7 separate regions of the Mus musculus genome follow, and regions 1, 2, 3, 4, 6 and 7 are each linked to region 5. Evidence: chromatin contacts called from public HiChIP or PLAC-seq and promoter capture Hi-C data. All regions are on one chromosome and are shown on one strand. The core of a region is the stretch at or near the end of the contact, and the rest is flanking DNA. Distances in the headings are between cores, read along the strand shown. Region 1 holds the start of Zc3hav1 (zinc finger CCCH type, antiviral 1). Region 2 holds the start of D630045J12Rik (RIKEN cDNA D630045J12 gene). Region 3 holds the start of Zc3hav1l (zinc finger CCCH-type, antiviral 1-like). Region 4 overlaps D630045J12Rik (RIKEN cDNA D630045J12 gene). Region 5 holds the start of Creb3l2 (cAMP responsive element binding protein 3-like 2). Region 6 holds the start of Ttc26 (tetratricopeptide repeat domain 26). Region 7 has its middle 120 kb from the start of Ptn.

What was found. Promoter capture Hi-C pulls out the DNA fragments that hold promoters and counts their contacts. HiChIP or PLAC-seq counts read pairs in DNA pulled down with a chosen protein or histone mark. Capture Hi-C pulls out chosen DNA fragments and counts their contacts.
Region 1: a contact with region 5 is called in a promoter capture Hi-C map of adipose tissue, with 3 times the contacts expected there. The contact joins the promoter of Zc3hav1 here to the promoter of Creb3l2 in region 5. A contact is called at or near these places in 7 of 39 promoter capture datasets (the 3T3-L1 cell line, embryonic stem cells, frontonasal cranial neural crest and 4 more), 3 of 484 Hi-C or Micro-C datasets (LSK cells, muscle stem cells and natural killer cells), 8 of 115 datasets of contacts at active chromatin or transcription factors (astrocytes, double positive thymocytes, embryonic forebrain and 4 more) and 2 of 9 other capture datasets (adipose tissue and embryonic stem cells).
Region 2: a contact with region 5 is called in a promoter capture Hi-C map of hippocampal neurons, with 4 times the contacts expected there. The contact joins the promoter of D630045J12Rik here to the promoter of Creb3l2 in region 5. A contact is called at or near these places in 7 of 39 promoter capture datasets (the 3T3-L1 cell line, embryonic stem cells, hippocampal neurons and 3 more), 2 of 484 Hi-C or Micro-C datasets (embryonic fibroblasts and embryonic stem cells), 6 of 115 datasets of contacts at active chromatin or transcription factors (astrocytes, embryonic midbrain, embryonic stem cells and 2 more) and 2 of 9 other capture datasets (embryonic stem cells and macrophages).
Region 3: a contact with region 5 is called in an H3K27ac HiChIP or PLAC-seq map of embryonic stem cells, with 4 times the contacts expected there. The contact joins the promoter of Zc3hav1l here to the promoter of Creb3l2 in region 5. A contact is called at or near these places in 7 of 39 promoter capture datasets (the 3T3-L1 cell line, 3T3-L1-derived adipocytes, embryonic stem cells and 2 more), 7 of 115 datasets of contacts at active chromatin or transcription factors (astrocytes, embryonic forebrain, embryonic stem cells and 3 more) and 1 of 9 other capture datasets (embryonic stem cells).
Region 4: an H3K4me3 HiChIP or PLAC-seq map of pro-B cells shows a contact between it and region 5, with 5 times the contacts expected there. The contact joins the enhancer-like site here to the promoter of Creb3l2 in region 5. A contact is called at or near these places in 6 of 39 promoter capture datasets (the 3T3-L1 cell line, 3T3-L1-derived adipocytes, embryonic stem cells and 3 more), 3 of 15 datasets of contacts at CTCF or cohesin (the NIH/3T3 cell line, large pre-B cells and pro-B cells), 4 of 484 Hi-C or Micro-C datasets (embryonic stem cells, pancreatic cancer cells, pro-B cells and 1 more), 9 of 115 datasets of contacts at active chromatin or transcription factors (astrocytes, bone marrow-derived macrophages, embryonic forebrain and 5 more) and 1 of 9 other capture datasets (embryonic stem cells).
Region 6: a contact with region 5 is called in an H3K4me3 HiChIP or PLAC-seq map of pro-B cells, with 4 times the contacts expected there. The contact joins the promoter of Ttc26 here to the promoter of Creb3l2 in region 5. A contact is called at or near these places in 1 of 39 promoter capture datasets (hippocampal neurons), 4 of 115 datasets of contacts at active chromatin or transcription factors (astrocytes, embryonic hindbrain, pancreatic cancer cells and 1 more) and 1 of 9 other capture datasets (embryonic stem cells).
Region 7: an H3K4me3 HiChIP or PLAC-seq map of embryonic limb bud shows a contact between it and region 5, with 4 times the contacts expected there. The contact joins the enhancer-like site here to the promoter of Creb3l2 in region 5. A contact is called at or near these places in 4 of 39 promoter capture datasets (the 3T3-L1 cell line, cranial neural crest and hippocampal neurons), 6 of 484 Hi-C or Micro-C datasets (the N1E-115 cell line, adipose-derived mesenchymal stem cells, cerebellum and 3 more), 4 of 115 datasets of contacts at active chromatin or transcription factors (the NIH/3T3 cell line, astrocytes, embryonic limb bud and 1 more) and 1 of 9 other capture datasets (embryonic stem cells).

What each region holds. Positions count from the first base shown.
Region 1 is chr6:38,353,222-38,355,997 of GRCm38.p6, reverse strand. It overlaps Zc3hav1 (zinc finger CCCH type, antiviral 1), which reads left to right and starts at 1,395. Exons shown (of 13, transcript NM_001347122.1): 1 at 1,395-2,083. The coding sequence starts at 1,776.
Region 2 is chr6:38,252,866-38,255,565 of GRCm38.p6, reverse strand. It overlaps D630045J12Rik (RIKEN cDNA D630045J12 gene), which reads left to right and starts at 1,427. Exons shown (of 20, transcript NM_194061.3): 1 at 1,427-1,698. The coding sequence starts at 1,557.
Region 3 is chr6:38,297,919-38,300,618 of GRCm38.p6, reverse strand. Zc3hav1l (zinc finger CCCH-type, antiviral 1-like) reads left to right here and starts at 1,360. Exons shown (of 4, transcript NM_172467.3): 1 at 1,360-1,755; 2 at 2,532-2,667. The coding sequence starts at 1,379.
Region 4 is chr6:38,159,129-38,161,828 of GRCm38.p6, reverse strand. All of the region lies in intron 10 of D630045J12Rik (RIKEN cDNA D630045J12 gene), which reads left to right. Among named protein-coding and RNA genes, the nearest start is that of Gm52858, 20 kb to the right of the region's middle. Within about 2 kb of position 1,413, at least 37 of the 459 cell types and tissues checked have an H3K27ac peak or open chromatin away from gene starts, as enhancers often do. A contact at or near this core is called in pro-B cells, where this site is marked.
Region 5 is chr6:37,440,853-37,443,552 of GRCm38.p6, reverse strand. Creb3l2 (cAMP responsive element binding protein 3-like 2) reads left to right here and starts at 1,405. Exons shown (of 12, transcript NM_178661.4): 1 at 1,405-1,854. The coding sequence starts at 1,753. It overlaps Gm33318 (predicted gene, 33318), which reads right to left and starts at 1,043. Exons shown (of 3, transcript NR_166917.1): 1 at 520-1,043.
Region 6 is chr6:38,380,252-38,382,951 of GRCm38.p6, reverse strand. It overlaps Ttc26 (tetratricopeptide repeat domain 26), which reads right to left and starts at 1,428. Exons shown (of 18, transcript NM_153600.2): 1 at 1,359-1,428; 2 at 739-876. The coding sequence starts at 1,361.
Region 7 is chr6:36,690,382-36,693,081 of GRCm38.p6, reverse strand. No RefSeq gene overlaps it. Among named protein-coding and RNA genes, the nearest start is that of Ptn, 120 kb to the left of the region's middle. Within about 2 kb of position 1,426, at least 55 of the 459 cell types and tissues checked have an H3K27ac peak or open chromatin away from gene starts, as enhancers often do. A contact at or near this core is called in embryonic limb bud, where this site is marked.

The DNA.
Region 1 (2,776 bases), core at 146-2,645, 910 kb before region 5:
AGACCACCGTTCCAGTGAGTCAGAGAGAGCGGCTGTGCGTACCACACCAGAGGGATTCTCATTCGGGTTTCTGAAGAATTTGAAAGACTTTATTTCTTATGAATTTGTTTTTAAATTTTAAATTACATTTATCAGAGAGAGAGGGGGGAGGAGGAGGGAGGGAGGAAGGAAGAGAAAGAGTGTTGTGGAGGTCAGAGGGCAACTTGCTAGAGTAAACTCTCCCAGCATGTGGGGAAATTCTGGGGGTCAAATTAGTGTCCTGTGTTTTAGCAACTGGTGCCTTTACCTGCTCAATTATCTTCCTGGCCAATAATCCCTTTGCCCCAGTCTCACAAGTGCTGATATTACCGGCATGCCTTCACCACGCCAAGCTTTTAATATTATTTTAGCGTGTGTTTGTCTGAGTGGGTGGGGTCACTCGCACCTCCCTCTTGTGAAGTTTGAAAGCATCGCAGTGCACACTTCTCCTGCACCGTGCCTGCAGATTTTAAAGAAAGGGTTCCCATCTGATCGGTGAGCGCTCCATTCATTTCATTTCTGAGTGCTGAAAGGAAAGCCCCTTTCTTTTTCTAATTTGGGTCTAGTGTTTACTGGCCTGCAAATTAGCTGAGAATACAGATGAGACAAACTAAACACAATTGTGCAAAAGAAGTTTTAAAGTCACAATTTAACAAGGGGAGGAGGCCGAAGAGCGTATAAGGTTTGTGTGTGGTGAGTGTGTTTCACTACGGAGTCTGGAAGGACAATCGGAGTTTTTTTTTAATGCTAATGTTTGGAGCAGCAGAATCTTCCGGAAAGCTCCCTGGGGACACGGATGGCTCTTTAATTTCATCAGCCTTTGCTTTCCTCAAAGGGAAATCTAGTTATTATTTCCTTCTGTCTCTACAGTAACTCTACGGTAAGGTAAGGGTTTACCTTAAAAATCATCTTCATGCCAAGGGGGGAGGGGTGGGGGAAATCTGAAGACATTCTAAGCAGTTGGTTTGAGGCACCAAAATTGGAGATTTTAAGTTAGCAAGGCCAGAAAGGATCAAAGAGTGGGTCTTCAAATAGCTCTGGAGAAGGCTACGTAAGAAACCAGGGAGAGTAACAATCACCGCCCTCTAAGAGGGGCTCGGCACTGGGTAGAAAGTGCGTAATCCTAGATCTGGTGCCGCGGAATCAGGCCCGGAAACAAACTCTCGAGAACCTCGGTCATCCGAGCTCCACCTGTTCCTTCAAGTTATTTCCCCAAGTGCGGAGTTCGGATAATATCCATGTCCTAAGGTGGTGGCGAGCATTGACGACACTCGGCGGAGAGTCCCGCTTACAGGAAGCGCTCACCAGGTCTGCTCTTTCCGGGGCTGGGTGGGGCTGATTTGAGGACGCCTCTAGTGGGCCCCCCAGGATGCGTCACTCTCCTCAGGCTCATCAAAACTCCACCCGAGCCTCACGAACGTCCTTACTTCCTCTCTTCCTGGTAGCAGCCTTGCAGTCCCGAGCTCGGGGGACCTCACGTCTAGCCTGGAACCGAGGGTACCGCGCCGCGGCGGACCTGCCCGCCTAACGTCGCTCGCTTCCCATTCGCTCTCCCGCGCGGCTGACTTTAAATCTGACCCCAGGACCTCGTCGTCGAGGTCGGGCCTCGCGACACCACCGCCGGAGTTGGAAAGCGAAACCGCTCTGCTCTGCGAGCGGCACCGCCCGCGTCCGCCCCTGGGACCGCGCGTAAGTTTCGATTCTCCGTGAAGCCGAGTCCCGCGCAGCGGCCGGAGCAGCGGCAGCCATAGCGCGCCATGACGGATCCCGAGGTATTCTGTTTCATCACCAAGATCCTGTGCGCTCACGGGGGCCGCATGACCCTGGAGGAACTGCTGGGTGAGATCAGCCTCCCCGAAGCGCAACTCTACGAGCTGCTGAAGGCAGCAGGGCCCGATCGCTTTGTGCTATTGGAGACTGGAGACCAGGCCGGGATCACTCGGTCGGTGGTGGCTACTACTCGAGCCCGCGTCTGCCGTCGCAAGTACTGCCAGAGACCCTGCGACAGCCTGCACCTTTGCAAGCTTAATCTGCTCGGCCGGTGCCACTATGCACAGTCCCAGCGGTGAGTGCAGCGGGAATGGGGAAGGTTCTCTAATTGCCTAGTCCGGCGCCGCGGGGCAGCTTCCTAGGGGAGGCGGGAACCGGGTGGATATGGCTCACTCGGCTGCAAACCCCTTCTCCCTCTATCCCTCCTAATCTCTAGACCAGTGGTTCTCAGCCTTCCTAATGCTGCGACCCTTTAATACAGTTCCTCAGGTTTGTGACCCTCAACCATAAAATTATTTTCGTTACTACTCCGTAACTGTAATTTTGCTACTGTTATGAAATGTAATGCAAGTATCTGTGTTTTCCAATGGTCATATTCGACTCCTGTGAAGTTAGACCCCCAGGTTGAAAAATCTGTAGCCAAAGCGCTATTGGAAAGGCGGACAAGGCTGCCTCTCTACCCTTCTCACCTCCCACCAGAATCCTAATTAAAGTACGTTTGCACCAACCAGAGTTTGTAGAAGTTGCAGGCACACCTTTTTCTCCTTGCTACTCTGGTACCTCGAATGTTGCGATCGCCCCAGAATCCTAGCGGTGCTGCCCAGTCTCCTGTGTCTCGGGTGCGCCAACTCCTGGATCGCTGTGACCCTTCACTCCTTGTCTCTCCACCTGGCCAGATAGATAACTAAAGGTATAGTGGCCTCTCAGCCTTCTTCCTAGTATGCGTGGTGGCCTGTACTACGACACCCCCCCCCCTTCTTGCAACCGA
Region 2 (2,700 bases), core at 178-2,677, 810 kb before region 5:
CGATAACATGTTAGAACGTCATTTTAACTTAGTGTGTGTGTATGTGTGGACTAACAAGTTCATAAAAAATAACAACACAATAGGACTAAATGTCAAGAGCTGCTCCAGGCTGTGCCCCGTGGCCAGGTGAGTAATTCAGAGAAAAGCGAGGAGAGGGGAGCCATACCTAGGGCTATTGTGGTCAGGGTGCAAACATGCTCAGACAAGCAAACTCTCTACTTGGGTATGCTGGAGACAACTCCAAGAATGTATATGTCTGGGGGAGCAGGAGAGCAATGTATGGGGGTTGCTTATGACAAGTGACACAATGGAACGCAAAAATTAGGGTCATCAACAAAAGCTTATAACCTAGATTCTCATCTTCCCTGAAATTTAACAGGTGCCTATTTTTTTTTTTTTTTCAGAACAGGAACTTCTGATTCTTTGCCTAGATAGATGAGTTTGCCCAGCAAAACTGGGTAGCATCTTTCTGGGTCTTTTGCCTACCTCACTGAAGAGCAACCTTGATCCTTGGCCAGTCTGGATGGCTGACATTTCCCACTGTCTGTCATAGTTTCTCACTCAACAAGATACTTCTCTTATGCACGGCTTGCAGACCACGGCTGGTGCAACCTCTGAAATACAACTGTCCAAAATTGTAGTGTGTTCTAGGACCTTCCAACCTTATTCGGCCTTCAGAGTTAATGCACTTGGCTCTTAGCACAGAGACACATGCTAACTCCCATCCACACCCCCATTTCCCCAGGAAACTAACCCCCAACAAGGTCTTTTTCATCATATATTGGTGCTACTTTCTTTTTTAAAAAATAAGGCCTGGATCTGTGTGTTTGTGTCTGTCCACTTTGATTCAGCTTCAGTAGCCCCTTTCTGAAGACTCACTAAGCTCAGGGCAGTAGGCCTAGGTCTTACCAAAGGCCCACCTTTGCCAACAAGGTGGCACAGCTCTGGAAAGGCAAAGGATGGGCTGAGCCCTGTGTGCCTCCTCCCCATTCTTTTCCAGCGCGCGGGCTCTGGGAAAGAGAGCCGACTTCTCTCGGCTTTGTCCGCTCAGCAGCCCGGGGTCTGCCAGGGACCACGGCCGCCCCGCACACACACCTGCTGCCCGCCCCGCGTGGGCGGCTCGGGAGGAGCGTGCTCCGGAATCACCCGGTTTGCGACCGTTCCTCTAGGGCCCCGGGGGTGCGGGTGCGGGGCGGCGCCGTCCCGGGCGCCCTCCTGAGAGGCGGGTCCTGTGGGAGGGCGGGGACCGGGTCCCGCCTCGCCCTCCGCCGGGCCGCCCGCAGGCAGGCGCCGGGCCGGCCGGGAGGTGGTGCTCGCCTCCCCGCGCGGGGCCGTGCGTTGCCCGGCAGCGGCTGCGAGGCTCGGGAGGGGGCGGAGCGGCGCGGCCGGCGTGCAGCGGCCCCAGTCCGCGGATCCGGCCCGGCCCGCCCCCGCCTCGCCGGCCTCGCTGCGCGCCGGTGCTAGGCGCCCAGTCTCCGCCGCAGCGGACGCCGGCGTCCCGGGCCTGAGCGCGCCCACGCCCGGAGGCCGGGGTGTCGGGGAGCCGACGCGTGGCCATGGAGCGGGAGCCCCGCGCCAGGGTTGCACTGGTGCCGGAGCGGTGCGGCCGCGGGCCTTCCTCCCGCCACCGCCGCCCGGGGCTGCTGCTCCCCGGCCTCTGGCTGCTGCTGCTCGCCGGGCCGGCCTCGTGCGCCCCAGGTAAGCCTCGCGGAGCCCCCCGGGACGCGGCCGCCACCCTGGCCGCCTTCTCTGCCGCGCTCGTCACCCCCTGGCTTCCCCACCCGCCCATCCTCTTTTATTCTTCACCGCTCCCTCGCCCTCCTTGCTGGAGATGCTTTCCTATTCTTCCTGGGCCCTGCAAATAAAGGCATGGAGGAGAGGAATAAATCCAAAGGAAAAAAGAGCGAGCGGTTTCTGACCGGTCTTGCTAAAAGGTCTGCAACCTAGTCTTCCGTGAACCATGTTGCCCGAGGCGGGTTTGGTGGTTTCTGCTCCGAAGATGCCTATTTTCTTTTTCCCCTTTGCAAAATGCAGGCACTGGAATTGTGTTTGTGCACGGTTGTGTGAATGTGGCGTAGCGAATGTTTTGGGATACTTTTATTGTTGGGGCAAAGGGATGCATCTGGTGTGTGCAGAAGAGCAGTTGTGCATTGCCGTGAACACCCAGTGTTACCCCAGATGCAAGCAAGCTGGCTGTGTCCCCCAGTGCGCCAGGACACAAAGAACATTCAAAGAAAAAAATCTCTTGGAAAGCGCCCTGGCCATGGATCTTTCCAGGGAACTAGCTATTGGTATTACCTCCACAAAGGCATTACAATGGAGTGTGAAAATATTTTGAGTCTGAAGTGTCAGGGCATGAAAGGAGTCATGGTTGGTTTTTATAATAGATGCAATTTAGTGACTGTTCATCAGCATGGGATTAAGAGACATGATTTATGAGGCGTGTGGGTGGGTTTTGTTTGTTGAGGAAATGGTTTAATTCATGTTGCTTCCCCGAAATGTTTATTTATCCATCCTGAGCACGCACTGCACTGGACTGGAGACCATCTCTGAGGTGACACAGTGCATCCTGTGATTGCCCCAGCCCACACGTGCTTGGTTGCTTTGTGGGTAGGAAAGGAAAGGAGAAAGGAGCAGTTTAGGTGGAGAGCTTCTTCTCACTGCTCAGGAGAGACAGAAAAGCCATGAAAGCAGCCCAGA
Region 3 (2,700 bases), core at 111-2,610, 860 kb before region 5:
TTTTTCACGGTACTCATTCAGACTTTTAATCTGGAATGAATTACAATCCAGAATTCTGAAATTGAATATATTTCTAAGGGCAAGGTCTTTGGCTGAGTCGGGATCTCACCCATTTGGTTAGTCTAGCCAATTAGCTGCCCCTGTGGATCCTGCCACTGCCTACCAAGTGCTTGCATTACAAGTGGCCCCCACATCTTCCTGTATTTGTATAGGATCTGGGCATTCAAATTCCAGCCTCACACTTGTCTAGTAAGTGTTTTATCCACTGGGCTGTCTTCCCAGTCCATCTATTCTGTAACATACAGAATCAGTCTTATTAAACTTCTGGATACACTTGCTTACAACATCAGTGCCCTTGAAGTAAAATTCTTCCCTATCTCTATCTTGCTTGAACGTCTCTTCTCTCTGTGTGCATGTGGTTTTCATTCCTCTCTAACCCCTTTCTCAACTTGAATCTTTCTTTTTTCAGTTGTATCTTAGGTCGGCTTCTCTCAGAGGCAAACAGAGAAGGATTGTTTGAGAGCAGACCCTTTACAAGGTAATCCCAAGGAACCACTTCTCAGTTTACATTTTCGGCTGGGCTCCCTGGTAAGCAGATAAGGATTCCATGTAAACCGTTTCTTAGTAGGGAGGGAACACAGGGAAAGGCAGGTTCTACAGGAGCAACAGGGTTCTTTTCCATTAAGGAATCATAGCGACGAAACCATAGAATATCTCTCGACCACTCCGTAGAGGAATAATACGCTAGGAATTTGTCCATTGTTAGGAAGGAAAATCCTTTTAGGTTTAGTGGGTGTTTATGTATATTGTCACCAATTTGACAATAGGAAAAATGTTTATTTATAAGCTGACAGAGAAAAATCAACAATATCATGGCTCAATCCCATCTGAGGCATGGAGCTGATTGATCAGTATTATGGTGTGTGTTCAATAAACCATCCCTATCTGACTGAAATCGGGGTTTGTGTAAGCTCGTGGGGCGACTCATGGACCCCAACACTTAGGAAGTTTTTACCCACTGTGCTGGTTCCTTACTAGGTTTTTTGAGACAGGGTGTCATGTAGTCCAGGCTAGCCTCCAACTCCCCTTTGCAAAGGACGCTGGCCTTGATCTCGGCCTTTTCTTGCCCCCACCTCCCAGGTGCTAGCTAACATTCCAGGCGCGCGCCCCCAGGCTGGGAGAACCACTTCAGCAGTTTACATTCTTTGCAGCCCTCCCTGTTATCCGGTATCTGCCAGGAACCCAGGAGCCAGGAATGTTGCAGGGGCTCAGGCCCTGCCTTCTGAGGCCCGGCCCCCTACAGCTCGCAGGCTCCGGTCGGGGCCGCGGCGGGGAGGAGCCTGGAGGCCCCGGGCTGGCGGGGACGCGCTGGCGGGCCATGGCGGACCTCACTCTGTGCGCGTTCCTCACCAAGGTGCTGTGTGCTCACGGCGGCCGCATGTTCCTGCAGGACCTGCGCGGCCACGTGGAGCTGTCGGAGGCGAAGCTGCGGGCCGTGCTGCGGCGCGCGGGTCCAGAGCGCTTCCTGCTGCAGGAGGTGGAGCTGCGCGACGGCCCGTGGGACGCAGAGGCCGAGGTGGCGGCGGGCGAGGGCGCGGGCGCGGGCTCAGGCGGCGGCGCCACGGCCTGCAGGGTGATGGCCGTGTCCTCCGCGCGCCTCTGCGCCCGCTACCAGCGCGGGGAGTGTCAGGGCTGCGACCAGCTGCACTTGTGTCGCCGCCACATGCTGGGCAAGTGCCCCCACCGCGACTGCTGGTGAGGGGCGGAGTCCTCAGTGTCCAGCGGGGCAGTGGGTGCGGGCGGGCGGGATGCGCCTTCCGGATGCTTCTCGGCGAGCCTGGGTGGGATGGGACAAAGGCCTTCGCGCTGGCCGCCCTGTGCACCTAGTCGCCGAGAGAAATAATATGGAAGGTCTCTCCACTGAGGTTTATTATTCACCCCCCCCCCGCCCCCCAATTTGCTGTCCCTGTCCCAGGATGCTAGGATGTTCCACAACAGCAGCCCGGTTGAATCCGTGTTGCCACTTTTGAATTCACTTATGCCAAATGCCGCTTGAGGGACACCTGGGGGCTTTATGGCCCGCGGAACTTCTGTTCCCTTCTCTCCCTCCTTCCATAACCACAGCCCTTTCGCGCTTAAAAATCTGGTGTCCAATCGCAGGAAACTGGTGGCAGGATGGGGTGAGGGCATAGTGCTGCATAGCCCAAGCCCAGTGCTTTGCAGCAATCCGGGAAGCTTTCTAGTGCTTTCTTTGTAGTGTTGGTGGACAAAGAGAGGCCAGCAGCTGTTGTTGGCCTGAAGATTACGTTTTAGTCTTTACAAAAACAGATAAGTAATCTCAAAAAAGCCTGAGGGTAGGGTACTCACAGAACAGGGAAATGACCCCTGGAAGCTGAGTTGCCTCAATCCGAATTGTTTTATTAGTACTTGGGGAATTCACTTGTGAAGTGGAAATGCCCTAGGCAGAGTTAGACCCACCAGCCTCTTCCCTCTTCTTGACCCGGCCTCCTGACTGCTTTGAACTCTTCTAGGTCTACCTGTTCTCTGTCCCATGATATCCACACACCTATCAACGTCCAAGTCCTGAAAAGCCGGGGGCTTTTTGGCCTCAATGAAGGGCAGCTGCGAATCCTGCTTTTGCAGAACGACCCCTGCCTTTTCCCAGAGGTGAGTCCTTGAGAAGTCGCCATCCTACCATCA
Region 4 (2,700 bases), core at 164-2,663, 720 kb before region 5:
ACACACATACATACACACACACACACACTTACATACATACATAGATGCTTTGCCTTTAAGAGCTCAGCTGAATCATTATGGTAACTTAAAACAAACAAGGGGGGCTGGAGAGATGGCTCAGCGGTTAAGAGCACTGACTGCTCTTCTGAAGGTCCTGAGTTCAATTCCCAGCCACCATATGGTAGCTCACAACCATCCATAATGAGGTCTGACTCCCTCTTCTAGGGTGTCTAAAGACAGCTACAGCGTATTTACATATAATAATAAATAATTTAAAAAACAAGGAAAAAATATTGGGGTAGCAAGTGTGGCCTTATGAAGGGCATATTGCTGATTGCTGTTAAGTGTGTTGTTTTAAGAATGTATTGATTATTTTATGTATGTATGTGGTGTGCCTAAGTGTGTGTATGTGTACCACATGCATGGAGGATCCCTTGGAGCCCAGAAGAGGGGCTTAGATCCCCTGGAATTGGTGGTACAGATGGTTGTAAACCACTGTGTAGGTGCTGGGAATTGAACCCAGGTCTTCTGCAAAAGCAACCAGTGACCTTGACCTCTGAACCATCTTTCTGGCCCCTCAAGTACATTATTCATGCTTAAGTCCAAATGTGTTATTCTAGAGCTAATCTGCTATGAACAGAGGGACAACATGCCAATGAGCAGAGGCCGCTCCTGGGGACACTCATTGAGGAAGGGGTCAGCATGGGGTCAGGTGACTGGAACACAACCCGGGTGTCCAGTAACTAAAGGAACCTAATGGAAGTTTCCTGCAGAAACGAATAAGAGTTCAAGAAAACAAAGATGCCTGACATCTTGGCTCTATTATTGCTTTTTTGATTTGAAGTTAAAACTTTGGGTTGTTTTTTTGATGTAGATAAAAAAATTTTTCTTATACATACATACACACACACACACACACACACACACACACTTACATACATACATACAAAGCATACATAGACCCTTTTTGGCTTCTGTGGGAATCTGCACTCACATTTGAACACACAGACACAGACACAGACACACACACACACACACACACACACAGGAAATACAGTTAAGATAGGGAAGGAGGAAGCCATCTTCAGCCTTATTGTGCTTCGACAAAAGGGACCCACTAAGCCCGGTGAGTCCTTGGTATTTGGTGTCTGGAGGTTTCTATTCTCTATACAGAGCACTCCAAGAAGCTACTGTGTTCATAAGAGCTGGGATTCTCTTCAGTAAGGGGCAACAAGACTTTTAAAAGAGTCTGGGGAGGGGGATCCTCTGCTACTAGGAAATGTTTGTCCACCTGCAAGGAGACCAAGTAGACCATTTGGGGGAAGGCAGTTGGTTTTGGGTTTGTCATTTCCCATGAGGTGCTGCTGAGTCCAGAAATGCATGGAACAGCGGCCTGCTCTAGTAAAGGAAGCTCATTAATTAGAGAATATGGTTGCCAGCTGGTCTGCCTTTTGTTTCCAAGCAACTCTTTGTAAACTATCCTTACAGTACCATTTGTCTCCCTCTGCTGGCAGAAGTCATTATCGCAGACTGCCTTTTCCCTGCCCATTTGGATGTTTAACATTAAGAGTATTAGGTCACAAGGCTAAGCCAACAGCATCACTTTTGAGCCGTAAAGTAATGCATTATGACATCACCTTTGCTCCTATACATAGTATATTGTGTGAAAGCATTCCTTAGGACTCTGATAAAGTCAAGCAGCATTCCCAATGAGCAGACCCATCTGGGCAACTTCATCTTTTTCTAAGTTAATTAATTTTTAATTTTTATGTGCCTAAGTGATTTGCTTGCATGTTTGCGTGTGTACCACATGTTCCTGGAGCCCACAAAAGTCAGAAGAGTTGACCCCTAGAACTGGAATCAACAGGCAGTTGTGAGCCACCATGTGGGTGCTGGGAAGCAAACCTGGGGTTCCCTGGAAAAGCAGTGTGCTCTTAACCACTGAGCCACCTCTACAGCCCCTCGGAGCTGCTTTTTTTTTTAATGCACTTCCATTCTCCTATACTGTGCAGGCTGGATTTGAGGAAACTGTTAATACTCACCCTTGGTCCTTGCAGTGTCATTAAAATGATGTCACCAGACATGGTACTGTGCATCTCAGTGCTGTGCATGACCTCCCTCAGAGGCTCAGAAGCTACAGTCTAGAGGAGGTGCAGCCCCCAAGCTCTGATTCTGGGTGTGGTGTTGGGTGCCTTGGTGTCCTCAGAGAGAACGCCTGTGTCTAGCAGCGAGTACAGGGTGCTTCTGAAGACGTTTGGCTGTGGGCCTTTCTAGGAATGCTTTATCCGTTGGTTGCTGGTCCGCTGAGCTCTCCAATGGGCCTGTTCCTTTGAAGTCTCCTGTTTTCTTTCATGCTTCCTTTGCTTCTCCCCAGTTCCAACTTGCTAGATGTTCTCTTAACAAAGACTCTACACTCATGCTTGCATGTCACTGGACAGGCAGCCGCCAGCATCGCCTCTCAGACTGAACATCTCCTCTGTCTTTCAAACTAACCATGTTGAAAAGGAAGTCTGCTGTTTTATCTCCTTTGCTCCTTTAAAGACCCACCCTTAATGTCACTGCCTTGTTGAGGACCAGGCTTCCAGGCCATTCATTACCTGTTCAACTTTGGATTCTTCTGTCTGCCGGGCTTTTCCCTTCCACTGATTTCGAGAGGGAGAGCCAACCTTTCTTCTCTCTCTGTTTCTCTATCTCTCTGTG
Region 5 (2,700 bases), core at 156-2,655:
AGATAGATAGATAGATAGAAAGAATAAAAAGAAAGGTCTGTATTTAAATATTAAAATAGTCTCAAAAGATCCTAGGCTAGACAAGCAGACTCATTTTACATGAAAAATAAAAGTTGCTTAAAGACAGTGTAAAGTTCTGAGACTTCTGTCTTCACACAGCAAAACCACGCTCTGAAGAAGACAAAACTCTCTGTAGACCTGATACCTGACTGTCCCCTTGTAAGAACCACCTGGAACCACAGCCCTGTATGTAAAATGGTTAAACTATAGCCAACTAAGGCTGTTTCCATAAAAGGAAACCTCAAAAGGGAAGAAGAAAAATCACATTGGGGGAAAATGCTATAGAGCAGGCCTTTTCTTCTCTAAGGGGGTCAAAGGCTTAGATCTCTTTCCCAACACTCACTTTGGGGTGCATCTTGCAGCCATTAAAACACTTATTTTCCCCTAAGCCCCACTTCATCCACGACACTCAGGAGAGTATCCGTTACCTCTTTGACCAGTATCTGGAATAGTACCCACCTGGCCATCCTCTCATTTTTTTGCCTGGTACTCCATTGGGAATAAAAGATCTGTGAAGCAGGCACTAGTGGCATAACCGTGCAGTCCCTCCCAGCTCTCCGGAGGTGAGGCAGAGGGATCAGGAGTTCAAGCTCAGCCTTAGCTGCACAGTGCAGTTGAGGACAGCCTGGGCTACAGGTAACCTTGTCTCAAAAACAAAACAACAAAATCCTATGAATTTAAAAAAAAAAATTAGCCCTCTGATTTAGGACTTGGAAACGTGTGGCAAGATTGGCTAATGTCTGTTTAATAAAGGCCATAAAACTACATAAAAAGCTAGCAATGAATGTGTGCTAGAACTGTGATAATTCAGATTTCTGCTCACGTGCGCATTTTCATATATGTGGTGCATTCTTTTAAATCCAGACAGACTCACGCGACCTAAACTAATTTGAAATGTAGACAGCGCTTCAATCCGCTTGGTTTCTCTGAGGAAATAAACTCGCGAAACAAACCTCCTTTAAGCGGAGACTCTTAGGGAGGACACTGGGCGCGCACGCCCTCTCTTATAAAAATGTATTCTTGTCGCTATTTGATTGGTTGGCTCCTCCAGGTCTCCCTAGCTCATTGATCTATGTTTCAGTCGATCATTTCTAGACCCTAGCACCCTATTGGTCCATTGCGACGCTCCGGCAGGAGGCGTTCCCCAGTGACGTAAAAGACCCTCTCCGCCCACATTCCGAGGACTAGGCGGAGACTTCGCGCGACTCTCCCTCTGGGGGAGGGACATGGATGAGAAAGGGACTTTTGATACGGTATAGATGGCAAGACGGGCGTTCGATTGGTCACTGGCCTGGAAGGAGGTGGGGTCGCCTCTGGATCCAGGGGCAGAGCTCAAGAGCCCAAGGGAGTCTCAAAGTTTGTCTGGAGCCCTAGTGGGGAGTGGGCTTGTTGCGCGAGGACTTTCTTGGGATGAGCGCTGCCTTTTTGCCTTCCTTTTGGATGCACAGCCCGATTTAACCCCTGCACCTTCCGCCCGATCCCAGCAGGCTTGTCCTCCCCGGGGAGTCACAGATTTCCGAGGACAAGGGTCGCGTAGCCTTCGGCAGGGCTCTCCCGAGTTCCTGCTCCAGTGCATAAGTTCCACGCGCGCACACGCCAAGTACACGGGGAGAAGCGTCTCACCGGCCCGCGGCGGCTCTGCGCGGTCCCCTCCTGCCTCAGCATCCTCGGCCCTGCGCGGCGCCCACCGCCATGGAGGTGCTGGAGAGCGGGGAGCAGAGCGTCCTGCAGTGGGACCGCAAGCTGAGCGAGCTGTCAGAGCCCGGAGAGACTGAGGCCCTCATGTACCACACGGTGAGGACCCGTGGTCCGGGCAAAGGGAGTCGGGGGTGAGGAGAAAAGCGGGTTTTGTCACCAGCTGGGTCCTGGGAGGCAGCGTTTGGGGAAGGGCATGACTATATTAAGAGGTCTGGGGATGGGAGTTTTCTTCTATGAACACATTAAGGTGCACAGCTGGAGCCTTTAAACTTTCTTCCGAATAAGTGACCCTTTGTATTCCAAAGCAGTTTATAGTGTTTTCCTGTCGGTAGCTCCATTTCCTATTGCTAACGGTACAGCAATGCTGGGAAGCGACGTGTTTTGAGAATAATACCTCCGCCCAGTTATATTGATTTTTTTTTTAAAATGGTAAGGTTTGTAAAAAAACACACACAATACACACACATCCAAAATTTGGACAAGCTAATGTAGTATAGTCATCCCATATGTTTTTTGTCCCCATCCCATCCAGTTTCTTTACTTTCTTGTTTATAGCTTTAAAATGTTCGTGTTAAAAGCCTTCCTTCACCGCACGGGAAGGCGGCCGCCTCACTTGGCTGCTTCATCTGCACAGCCTCGAACTGCTTCCTCCCTTTTTCAGGGGAAAATCTGAGGCAACTGCATGTTTCAGAGAGGCTCTGGGGGAGAGGTAGGACAGCTCACCAGTTCCTTCCCCGCAGAGACCTCTTTGGAGACTCAACTGTCAGAAGCGTGAATCATTTAAAGATGTCACTTTCAGCTTTTTGCAAGAGAAAATCTTGTTTGTGATAGCCAGTGCTGGTAATGTGGCTTTGTTCAGAACTCTTAGAAGTTGAGAGGGAGGGGTGGGGGTGGGGGGCACTGAGGGACTGCTGAGGGACTGAGGTAAGGACAGGCTTGGCT
Region 6 (2,700 bases), core at 179-2,678, 940 kb before region 5:
AAGGTCCTGAGTTCAAATCCCAGCAACCACATGGTGGCTCACAACCATCTGTAACAAGATCTGGTGCCCTCTTCTGGAGTGTCTGAAGACAGCTACAGTGTACTTTCATTAAATAAATAAATAAATAAATAAATCTTTAAAAAAGTGAGATTTGCACCTAGCATTGGTTTAAAAAAATGACCCTGACATACAGAGTTGAAATGTTTTATGGGTTTACAATAGTTTTAAATTGTAAATAGTAAAAATCACTTATTTTTTTTAACCAAAATGTAAATAGGAAGAAGTTACAAATCACTCAGGATTTATGGTAAATAATGTGTGAATTGACACTGTTAAATGTAATACTGTATTCACCATTTGTGGAACTAAAAATTAATAATTTTATGTGTACAAGTGTTTTGTCTTCATGTATGTCTACATACCATATGTTTTGTTGAAGGAAGCCAGAAGGCCTTGAATCTCCTAACATTTAGTTACTAATGGCTGTGAGCAGGCACGTGAGTACTGGGAATTAAGGTCCTCTGGAAAAGCAGCCGATACTTTTAAATGTCGAGCCATCTCTCCAGTCCAAAATGTTTTGTATTTCATCAGGTTTATAGTTAACTTGGAATCTGGAATATGCATCTGGCTATGTTTGTTTGGATTACCCATAATGTACCCACCCGTCCCAATAGCATAGTAACCAGCATTCAACCCACCATCCACCAGACTGAGAAGTAAACCTTCTTTGGACATTACCTCCAATAGGGTAATGGCGCCAGTGAAATCTCTCTGCGAAAGTAGATCCTCTAGTTTTGGAATCTTCCTCCCTTTCTTCTTTCTTTTGTCAGTGTGCGGTGACTCCCCGCCCACAGCGGGTTTGGCCCTTGAAAGCATCTGTAAAACAAATAGCAAAGACTGTTCTATCAAAAGTCATTTTTAAACTGAGGGTAACAGCTCTCAGTCAGATCTACCCTTACCATCAGACCCTAGGAAGTCTATTCAGATTCTTTTTTTATTGTGCATTTTAGTAAAAGGACCATTACCTACTACTGAAGGGGAACCGAATAGCTACTTCCAACAACTTTATCCATAAGAGACAAACAAACACTCACGCAGCTTCTACTACCTAGGTCTTCCAAGATTCTTTTTTCCAGTTCACAGTCTAGTATCGGGAAATGAAGAAGCAGGAGGGAAGAGAGCATCGAGGTACATAGATTTCTTCGCATCCCTCCCTATTCCCGGTGGAAACACTGGAGGGATAAAGGGATCGCCCTCTAGAGACGCACCTAGATTCTATCCAACAGTGCGTTGAGAACTCTAAACCCAGGTACAAACCTATTCAAAATCCCCCACCCTTACTATTCAGAGCCACTAACCATCTTGGCGTCGGTCCTGTGAGCCCCCGCTGCAGATAGTCTGCAAAGGCTGTGCTTCGGCGAGTTGCCACATCCACACAGCGAGCTCCGTTTCCACGGCAACGCCGCCGGGAGGCTGGTCCTTCTGAGAAAGGGCTCGTCCCAAAACCAATGTCCTAAGCTTCTTGGTTCCGTGTGTTTCCGCAGCTGGAAGAGTAGGTGCTTCTCTCAAGGGAGTTAATCCTTGTTGTTTGTGCTGAGGATGAAAATGGGGCTGTGTCTCTACTTAGGAAAGCAGTTTAAGAAAAGGCGATTTAGAAGTACTATTACAACTAGGAAGTATATTTCAAAAGCAAGTTTCTTGGGAAGGTAATTTTCAAGGACCACTTCCGTTTTGCCTGGGGTGAGGACGACAACAGCTCCGCTTGTCTCGTACATTGTCTCTGTTTTCTGCTCGTTTCTGCTGGTACCTGCTGAAGCAAAGGATAGTTTGGAGGCAGAAGTGATACCAAAATATTTCCTCGAGACAATGTTAATCCCAAAGATGGGAGGAGAAAGACCACCACCCCAAATCATCATGACCAAATTAATTAAAGCAAGCTTTTTTATTCGTGTACACGGACTGCTTCTCTCTAAGGCCAGTTTGGAGAGATCAGCATTGGATGTGAGGAAGACAAGGTTTTTATAGATCATGGGGGTTGCGGGGGTGAAATGGGGAAAATAGGAGGGAGAGGTGTTATAAGAGCAGAATATAACAATAACAAGTTAGTCCTAACTACCTCCTGAAACAGTCATGGTTGCAAGGTGGGCATAACAACAGATAGCCATAACAAGGTAGTTATAAAACCTTTTGAAACAAAGGTAGAGTTGCAAGATGGTTCTAAACAACTTTTAGAAACAATGTCATGATTTGGCATTCTTGGAACGGTCAGTACAGAACCATTTGTAGTTAAGGCTATAGGCGAGGCATAGCTCAATCTGAGAAACAAAAATTTAATCATAAGCAGGAATGAACCTAGTTTGTTTTTACTATAAGGTGACTTCTGTTTGTTTTGTTTTTGCTTTGCTTTGCTTTTTGTTTTATTTTTCAAGATAGGATTTCCCTGTGTAACAGCTCTGGCTATCCTGGAACTCTCTTTGTAGATCAGGCTGGCTGGAACCCACAGAGATCTGCCTGACTCTGCCTCCCAAGTGCTCATGTTAAAGGCATGTGCCACCACACCCAGCTATAAATGGGCTTTTAAAGTCTAGGATGGAAGCAGGCTGGTTCTTCAACACACCTATACACAATTAGAAACTATAAAAATGTGTGTACAATTAAAGCAAGAATGGAGTATTTACTCCAGAGCAGCGTTAATTTAGT
Region 7 (2,700 bases), core at 177-2,676, 750 kb after region 5:
TTGCTGAAAGGACCCTGATGTAGCTGTCTCGTGTGAGGCTATCCCAGTGCCTAGCAAATACAGAAGTGGATGCTTACAGTCATCTATTGGATGGAACACAGGACCCCCAATGGAGGAGCTATAGAAAGTACCCAAGGACATGAAGGAGTCTGCAACCCTATAGATGGAACAACAATATGCACTAACCAGTACCCCCAGAGCTGGTGTCTCTAGCTGCATATGTAGCAGAAGATGGCCTAGTCGGCCATCATTGAGAAGAGAGACCCCTTGATCTTGCAAACTTTATATTCCCCAGTACAGGGGAAACACCAGGGCCAAGAAGTGGGAGTGGGTGGGTAGGGGAGCAGGGCTGGGGGAGGGTATAGGGGACTTTCGGGACAGCATTTGAAATGTAAATAAAGAAAATATCTAATAAAAAATAAAAAGTACAAAATATCAATCTATCATATTATTTTTAAATCAACCCAGCTGAAGTAGGGGAACCATACATCATTTAATCACCTGTTAGTCTGATGGTCAGCCAAAATAGCTCAGCTCTTCTTTAGCACTGCTCAGGGTCCATCCGTGTCACAGTCACACCAAAGTCTCAACCACTTCCCTAGCATTCAGTTCCAAAGAAGGCTTGATTAACAACCAGCCTGCTAAAGCTGAGTATCTGAGGAAATGTTGTATTGAAATACCGAAGCCTCAGTGCTTAATAAACGCCATCCAGTCTTCTTCCACAAAGCTCAGTACGATAGAACTCTTATATGAACCAGGAAAGCACGTTATATGCAAGTTCAAAATTTCTGTTAAATACTGTTAAGAAATAACCAGTGAAATCATATTGAATAATATATATTAACTTAATATAATAGAAACATTTCATACACATCAAAGCATAAATCTTTTTTTTTTTTTTTACATTATCTTTTGGTGTTGGAGTTTTGAAATCTCACCTGGTGTACACTTGACATAGAGAGCATGCTGGAACTGGCGCTGGATACTCAGAGTCCGTGTTGACTCCTTTATTGGAAAAATGATGCTCTTAAGGGGGTACATTATTAAGATTAGAGGACAAGAAGCAGAATAAGATATTATTTATTATTTAAGTACTTGTAAATTTTTATCTACGAGAGAGAGAGAGAGACAGAGACAGAGAGAGAGAGACAGAGACATAGAGAGAGACAGAGAGAGAGAGAGAGACAGAGAGAGAGAGAGAGAGAGAATTGGGGTATTCTGCTGCTCAGTGCAGGCACCTGGCAACTCACTGGTTGTGTCTATATCACAGCCACAGGTGCTGGCTGGAGTTCGGAAGCTCAGCTGTTACTAGGGGCTTTAACAGATTGACAGCTGCTTTTGAGACCCAAGCTTGAAACTGAGGCTAATAAAGTCCTAGCACAGAACTTGAAGTCTGGTTTGTGGAGACAAGGCCACCATCCTGTGGAATCTCAAGGAACTGCAGTGAAGCAGTCCCCTTGTGTGATTAAGATGTGGAGGGCAGAGTCCTCAATGCATCCACCCTGGGAGAAAGCTGTGGAACATGTGATCAACCTACCTAAGCAGTGTGCAACAAACCTGGAAAAGATCCAGGGAAGGGTCAGAGAAGGGTGATTCCGAGTAAAAGGCAGACTGAAGTTACGAAAATGTGTATGATTAGAATCAACGAGATCATAAAATGTAAGATGAGGACTTGTCCATATCGAGATTTGCTAAAACTAAGGTTGAAGTCTCAAGTATGATATCCAAATCCACGGTTTTTTACCAGGAAATACCTTTAAACCTTTTCACATATTTAGCTTTTAAATAAGCTAAGTGGTGTACGATGCTGTGTTAATGTTTTTGAATAGTCATGCCAGTAAGGCCAATTATCAGGAAGTTTGGAAGTGACAAATTGTCTTCAAAATGCCAAATTGTTTTGGCAATATTAAGAATCTCTGCCTGTTTCTATGGAAATCCCACACTTATCTACCCTCTGGCACCCAAACACTGTTATGTTGTTTACAACATAATGACAGCGTTCCAAAATATTAGAAATGCACAATGTTGGTGCTTGGAATTGTGAAGCTAATAAAATGGTAAGAATATGTGTGCCGAGAAGAACATTCAATATTCAAAATTACGTCTTCAAGGCTTTTTTATTTTAGAAAAAAGAGAAAATTCCCCAAGTACACTGCTATGGTGTCAGATGGATGACATCAAAGATGAGTTATTAACCATGTTTTAGATCCTGTAGCCAAGTTAATGTGGTTATTGGTTGTGGGCAATATAGATTTATCGATTAATGATACATAAAAATATATTGCCCTTAAAAATATAGGGCTGAAATGTTAGGTGTAATGGCTTCTACATGCCATCTAGACAAAGGCTCCTCTTACTTCATGGTTAGTGATAGACTGAAAAATAGTCTGAATTGTTCTGAGTGTTATCAAGCAACCACTCTAGAGTTAAGTTGCTCTTTCTGTATGTTGGGTATTTCTAACACAATATTGTTGATTCTATTCTTCTTGCCCTTGTTATATTTTAATCAATGATATGACTAAGTACTTAGAAAACATAGTTACTGAATTAGTACATGATAAAAAATTGAAGAGTAGCTTACATGACAAATTTCAGAATGAAGTTTTAAAATGATTGTGATGAACCTAATCCAAAATAATGACACTTAATGAAGCTAAGCTGTCTTGTAATATAGGCAAAATAATGACATTTACAACGGGA